2 separate regions of the Zea mays genome follow, and region 2 is linked to region 1. Evidence: chromatin contacts called from public Hi-C data. All regions are on one chromosome and are shown on one strand. The core of a region is the stretch at or near the end of the contact, and the rest is flanking DNA. Distances in the headings are between cores, read along the strand shown.

What was found. A called contact is a pair of places that touch in the nucleus more often than the background predicts.
Region 2: a contact with region 1 is called in a Hi-C map of leaf, with 5 times the contacts expected there. The contact joins the promoter of LOC103635158 here to the enhancer-like site in region 1. A contact is called at or near these places in 4 of 25 Hi-C or Micro-C datasets (ear, leaf and tassel).

What each region holds. Positions count from the first base shown.
Region 1 is chr8:46,896,918-46,900,547 of Zm-B73-REFERENCE-NAM-5.0, reverse strand. No RefSeq gene overlaps it. Among protein-coding and RNA genes, the nearest start is that of LOC100283072, 100 kb to the left of the region's middle. Within about 2 kb of position 2,092, at least 19 of the 20 cell types and tissues checked have an H3K27ac peak or open chromatin away from gene starts, as enhancers often do. A contact at or near this core is called in ear, leaf and tassel, where this site is marked.
Region 2 is chr8:47,065,717-47,069,346 of Zm-B73-REFERENCE-NAM-5.0, reverse strand. It overlaps LOC103635158 (respiratory burst oxidase homolog protein B), which reads left to right and starts at 1,875. Exons shown (of 15, transcript XM_035961660.1): 1 at 1,875-2,269; 2 at 2,430-2,491; 3 at 2,664-3,630.

The DNA of each region.
Region 1 (3,630 bases), core at 843-3,342:
GGGGTGGGGTAAACAAATCTAGGGAAGCCTATTAGGTCCCATCAAATTAACCTGAGTATGTCACAGTGATTAACAGGAACATTATGGGTAAAGAGAAAAGTGATCAAGGGCACAACTTTACTTAGACTTGAGACTCCCAGGTACTTCACCAACTTGGTCTTCAAGTGACTCGTAACCTCGCTGCTACTCGTAGCAATACAAACAAATATGGTATAGGCAAAATTAATTTCACACCAATCATGATAATATATTGCATAATAATGATCTATGCATCATAACGTGATCATAGGTTCGAGAACCACTAAATTCGAAGTTACGGTTGTAAAGTTATGATTTTCCGACGGTTTAGGTGCTAGATAATAAACAATTTAAGTGTATATTTCTAACCTATATTTCTTAACAAAATAAGGTTACTAGATGATAAACAATATTAATATGAATTTAATGCAACTGGAATGGATCAAAAAGAATTTAAAATGAATTACTTATGAATTATACAAGGTTCTAGAATTATTTTTATACTAGAAATCATATTCTTTATTAATTTTACTAATTTTATTTAAACTTTGGGCTGCGGCCACTATTTTAGAAGAGTTCAGGGTTTATTTTGTAAATTCCAGGACTTCTCTGTAATTATTTTAACATTGACCTGGACGACGGGTTAATACCACAGAACTCCGAGGACTCTTACGCAAAATGGCACCTGCAAAGAGGTAAGGTGCGATTACAGCCGCCCGATCAGAGGTGTACGGTGCGTATTAAATCTGACCTCTACAGAACTGGTATGCAACGTGGAGCCTTGGATCCAGATCCCACGGGCCACATTCGATCCGTGGGTTGGAACACAAGATCTGATCTCACCCGTCCTGTCTCGAGATCGACGGTTCCGATTCAAAGAAAACCCATCCGACACCCCCTTTATAATCCCGATCGTCTACTATTGATCCGATGGTTCCCGATGGTCCCCTTCCCAGACGAAGCTGGCAACGCCGACACGCATGCCCCACGACGGCGCCATGACTAGAGCACGCTCGCCCCGTGTAAGTGCCAGCAAAACTGTAATCCGGTAGGAATACACGATGTAGGGGCTAAGGCGAGCAAGGGAAGATGGTCTTACCAGCGGTCAATCGGTGGCTGGAGCAAGCTTTAATGAGCCACGGACGCACGTCGGAGGGGAACACTGGCGTGCAATCCCCGGGATTCCCGGCTAGGGCTGGAAACGAGCCGAGCCGAGCTCGGCTCGGCTCGGCTCGGCTCGGCCATTTCACGAGCTGAGGAACCAGGCTCGACTCGGCTCGAAGGCGGCTCGCGAGTCGGCTCGGCTCGGCTCGCGAGCCACACCCTGATATTATTTAATTGTATTATATAGTGAATTATTAGTATATAAATGTGAAATATATAATATAATTCATTATTATGAGGAATCCAAATTATTAATTGTCATATATCTATCATGAAAGCTAAGAAATAAATTGATAACCTATAAAATTAGCCAATATCCATCAGTATTATATATATTAAGTAATTTAACATAGCTCGCGAGCCGGCTCGCGAGCCAGCTCGGCTCGGCTCACTACGGGAACGAGCCCAAAAGGCAGACTCGGCTCGGCTCGCTCGAGGCTCGCGAGCCGCTCCGAGCTCGAGCCGGCTCGCGAGCCTCGAGCTTATTTTCCAGCCCTATTCCCGACCTTGAATCTGCCCGGAACCGCAACGAATACGGCCGCAGAAGCCACGTGATGCTTCTGGAAATCTCCCTGAGGTTGGAACGGCAGCGACCCCGGGTCTGTAGTGGCGAACCTGACTCCCTAATCTACCGCTAATCTCTCTCTCTCGCTCTCTCGACAGCGGCAGCTTGACGCGGTGGTTTAGCGCGTGGAAAGTAGAAGGGAGAGGTCGCAGCGGCCCCGGATTTATTCCCCCTGAATCGAGAGAATCCGGTTAACCCCCCTCGGCCGAGGCGAGCGGGTCGCAACAACCCGGACTCCCGGAGCCGGAGGCGCGGCGCGCGTGAGATCTGTTACGCTAGAGGGGGAGGAGCTGACAACCTGGGCCCATTCGCCGGTCACCGGTTGGAGTAGGCGCGCTCGGACTAGGCAGCCGGGCCCCCCTGGTTAGTCGGCTCCGCGTGCAGCAAGCGGCCAAGCGCCATCGGGCAGTGCCAACGGCAGGATGGGCCGCGCAGTTCTGACTCGCTGGTAGGCCAAAACTGAAGCCAAGGCTCACGCAAGGGTTTTTCTCCATTTCTTTTCTTTCTTTTTATTCTTTTCCTTTTTTTCTCTTTTGAATTTTTATTCCATGTTTCAAATTAGATTAACTCTAAGTGCACAAACAAATAACCCCAACATGATGCATATATTGTTTATGTATCTTTAGTAAATTTATTCACTCCAAATATGATTATCCATTTGTTCTAATGAGCAAGGAGTAACACATATAAGAAGATTAGCTCTCTTCGTTTATTATCCACAAGTTGGGTATTACAAATCCTACCCCCTTAAAAGGAATCTCGACCTCGAGATTAGTAAGAAAAAGGATGTATCCCAATCTTGCCTCAAAACATATGCACAATCAAGAATCTCAATATGATGCATAACTTGTGATTAAAACATAGGTTCAAATAGACCTTATTACTATTCCTAAAATAATAAAGAACTAACTACTACCTAAGGTATTATTTAGGTCTTACAAATACTACTTCCTAAGAATATATGTATATATATACTCTAATCCTGTTGCTCATTGCCTTCTTCACTGCCTTCTTCTCCTTCAACCGCCTCCTCTTCTGGGTTTTCGGGTTCACCACACACAGCTTCTGCTTCCACATGGTTGACCTGACCCCGATTGATAGATAAGGCCTGACTCTTAACTCCTGAGGCCAGACCTTGCTTTATCTGAGCTGGAGTGGTGTAAGCAGCCCTCTTGGGATAGTAGTTGGCATAATGTCCAGCCTGTCTACATTTAAAGCACGACCTGTTTGTGGATGCATTAGGAGCAACAAGTCCTGCCGGGGTGTTTGCTTGAGGAGGATATTGGGTCTGTTGAGTCTGTTGCCTGGAACTACCACGAGCTAGTGTGCCTTGAGGTGCAGCATAACGGGGACGGGTACTACTTCCAGCCTGTCCTTGGTTAGTAGCTCTTCTTTTCTCTCCTAGCTCAATTCGTTTGTACTCCAGAGCTATAGCCTTGTCTAGCAGTCTCTAGAAGGACGGGAATGTGTGGGACATCAATTGGTATTGAAGTGGCATGATCAATCCCTCCAAAAATAGTTCCTGCTTTTTCTCATCAACATCAACTTCTCCGGGAGCATATCAGGATAGATGGATGAATCTGTCTCTATATTCACTTAGTGACATGCCTCCCTGTTTGAGGGATAGGAACTCCTTCTTAATTTTCATAAGACCAACATAAATGTGATAGTTCTGAGAGCACCTAGAGGGGGCGGGGTGAATAGGTGATCCTGTAAAAATCAAATACTTGTAGCCACAAAACTTGGTTAAGTGTTAGCTCAATAGAATCAAGTGGCTAAGTACCAAGCTATTGTGAAACACAATGGTCACGAAGAAAACAAGCACAAGAGACATGATGATTTATCCCGTGGTTCGGCCAAGTATAACACTTGCCTACTCCACG
Region 2 (3,630 bases), core at 626-3,125, 170 kb before region 1:
TTCCCAAATAGAGCACGTAGGCGGTCGATTACGAGAAGGTACCACATCGACAACGCATGACTCTTCCTTAGTGTGTAGCCCTCTTCCTCCTCATCCTGATGAGGTGGATAATTCTGCTTGGTCTTCTTTGTCATACTAGAAGGACCATCATCCATGTGGTAGCCAACATTCGTCTTCCATCGACTAGCGTTGTAGTGTGGACAACTCTTTAATTTCTTGTACTCACCTCGATACAGTATGCAGTAGTTAGGGCAGGCGTCAAACTTCTTAAGTTTTATTGTCACTCCACAGAACCGCCGTTAACCATTGGTCGTTCAGGAGGCGTATTCTCAAAGGACCCATATCTACAGCTGTGTTAATGGGGGCGTGGTTTGGCAAGACAAGAATATTTAATAATGAGATCATCATTTTAGGAAATGATGCAGAACTAGGTAGTGACATTGATCCAGAAGAAGCTCAACATGCACTTGAAATAGCCGAAGCTAACTTGAGTAAAGCTGAAGGTACGAAAGAATTGGTTGAAGCGAAGCTAGCTCTCAGACGAGCTAGGATACGAGTCGAGGCTGTCAATTGGATTCCCCCCATCCAATTGAAGACAATCCAAAGATTTCGTTGATACAAAGAAAAAGGAAAAAAGGGTAGAAAAACTTATTAGACAGCGAAGCGAAGTAAGTCCAATGCTATCTAGTAATTTTTCTACCTACCTACTATTGGATTTGAACCAATGACTCCCGCCGTATGAAAGCAATACTCTAACATTGGCCGGATCCGTTTCTTTGCTCAATAGGTATTCACAAGCACTTTGTTACCCTCAGGTAAACCTTTAGAAGGTACATCTAATAACTCGTTGAAGCTAGTGTTTGAGAAACCATGACGAGCCTTCACTATCAGCAACTTGAGATTAAAACGCGGTGTCATCATATGCTTCAGACAATCGCCCTTCTCACATAGCGGATCAATTGTCGACTGCTTTATCTCTTTGAAATTTTCTAGCCACCTCGGGTTCCCAAACATAACATCATCTTCGTCAAGGCGATTAGCTATGTTATAAAAAAAGCTCCGCATCCTCAGGCTCTAGCAATGTAGCACCAACATCCTCATCATCAGCATTATCACCGAACAAATCGTCCACTACAATGTAATCATGATGATCAACATCATTGTCGCTAGCAACGGCGGTGCTAGTTGGCGCACCTGCATTCGTCGTCGACGACGACGAGTTTCCTCCACGAGATGATGAACCATCTACACTAACATCCCCTCTCTCGCCGTGCAAAGTCCAGACTGTAGTCCTTGACAAACCGAACCTGATCAAATGAGATAGCATCGTGGCGTCTTCATGGCCTTTTGTGTTCTTGGAGTGAGCACATAGACAAATGGTTGTCGTTTGGCTCATACTCTCTCGATGTTTCTTCGCAATGGCAACAAACTTTTTTTTTTATCTCAAACACGTATTCAAGTTCCATTCTCTTTAATTCGTATATCCATTTTGATCTTTCCATATTCATGGGAAACTAGATATATAATCTGGAGAGATCATGAATAGATAGATTCTGTAATAGTTGATATATAGAAAATATATAACGAGACATGAGTGTGAATGATTATAATATAGAGTGAAAAATCTTGATATAAATAGTGCCATAGAGTAAGGATATGGAGAAACCTGGATAGTCTGAAAGCGAGACGAGTTTCACCTTCTTTGTTAACGCACCCCCATACTTTAACGTACATTCTTAACAACCCTATCATCAATCTGTTTTAAAACCTCTCCATAGTTGTCAAGTCACTGAAAACATCAGCTGCACCAAGCCACCACACCAACCCCACCACCACCAACAATGCCACCAAAAGCACATGCGTTTTGCTAGCAGCAGACTAGCAGCCCGAGGGAGTCAAGCTGTCAATCCATCCAGCGTTTGTTAGGGAGAAAAGACAAATGCACAGTGAGTAAAATTTATAGAGATAAAATACTGTAAAAGTGGTATCAGCAAGCAGCAGCCAACAAACCTCAACTCGCCGCAAACTGACACGAACACCAGCGCTACTCATACGACACCACACCACCGCCGTGGCTCCTTCCTCATTGTGGTTTCCTCAGCGACTACTTTTTTAACAGTTGTTCATCGCATTGAGGAAGGGAGGCCGGCTGGTGCTACTGCTTTTCTAGTACCTGCCCACCTGCACTTGCATCTCCTGCTTCCCTGAGCGGCCTCCCGGCTGCGAATCCACCAGCATTTCCCGAGGCCCAGCGCCGCGTGTGCCTGTGGTTCGTCCTCCACTTACTTTGTCCTTTCGCTCATTCTGTTCCATCCCTGAAATCTGAAGTTAGTCTCCAGCGTGATGTTACTTTCTCTGTTTTTTCTTTTATACATGCAATCGCACTCCTCGCTGATGATTGTATACCCTGGTTTTCCTTTGATCTTTAGGGGCGGAGTCAGGAAATGCTCGGAGCTCCATTCCACGGCTGAAACTTCTGGGAAGGTTTAAGGTACAGAGTTCTTCTCCGGCTTCTCCATAATTTCAGCCTCCCAAATTTCTATTTTTTCCTTCTTCTGTTTTTGATTTTTTTTATCATTCTTCTCGTTCTCCATTTGGTTCAGTTCTTCCCTAATCACTTCTCAGTCTTAAACGCTTCTCTATTTTTTTCCATTCAATTTAAGGTTGCTGTTCCTAGTACCGAGAAGTGAATGTTCGGTTCAGAAATGTTGTTGTGGGCGGTTCCATTCTATTTTATTTGAGAACTGCGCCCACTAGATCTGAGCACGAGGAGGAATTTTTGTGTGGGTAGTACCTCGGCGTGCGAATCTTTTCCCCCCTCGCGGCGCTGTCAGTTGGAGGCTTGGAGCGAGTCGCTGGAGTACTCGCAGTTTTAATCCTTTTTTCCTTTTTGTTTTAAATTTTTGTATATTATCAGGTCCCCTTTGGACTGTAGGGAAATAAATCCTATTTTCTGCATATTTTCTATGAAAACAAACTGAATCCTGTGACATGAAGCCTTAATCTATTAATTATTTCTTTATTTTTTAGATTTATAAGTTTGCCTAGAACAAGTTACGCCAAAATAGGTTAGACAACAAAAACTTATGTGAATAATTATGTTATTAGTAAAAATTATTAGATAAAATGTGCTGGAAAATTTTGTGTTGACAAATTGTTGTGATATGTTTGTCTGCTAACAACCCTGAACAAAAATTAAGTTATAAAGGTATAGAAAAATTGTCATGGTAAGTCATCTTTAGAATTACGAAAAAAGACTATAAAAATAGTTATGAATTATGATAAGAAAAACTGGACATAATATTTATATCTAGATACATGGTAAGAAAAACTTGATATTCTAGTAGGCCTGCTTATTTTAGGTTGCTTTTACTTCCTCCCTTTTCAAACCTTGCTGATGCCATCCAGGCTGTAAATCCGTTGAGGCTATCCCTGTAATCTTCTTACTTAAAGTAGCATCATGTTACGCATATTTGTATTTTCTGATGCAAGATCTGCATCTGATTGAAGGATACATCACCCTTGCTTCTCTTTGACTTCCCTGTCTTATGGCCAACATTTCTTATAAAATTTTGTTACCTCAACTACAAGTAGTTTTAATCTTGTTGAACTTTCTTTTTTAGAAATGAA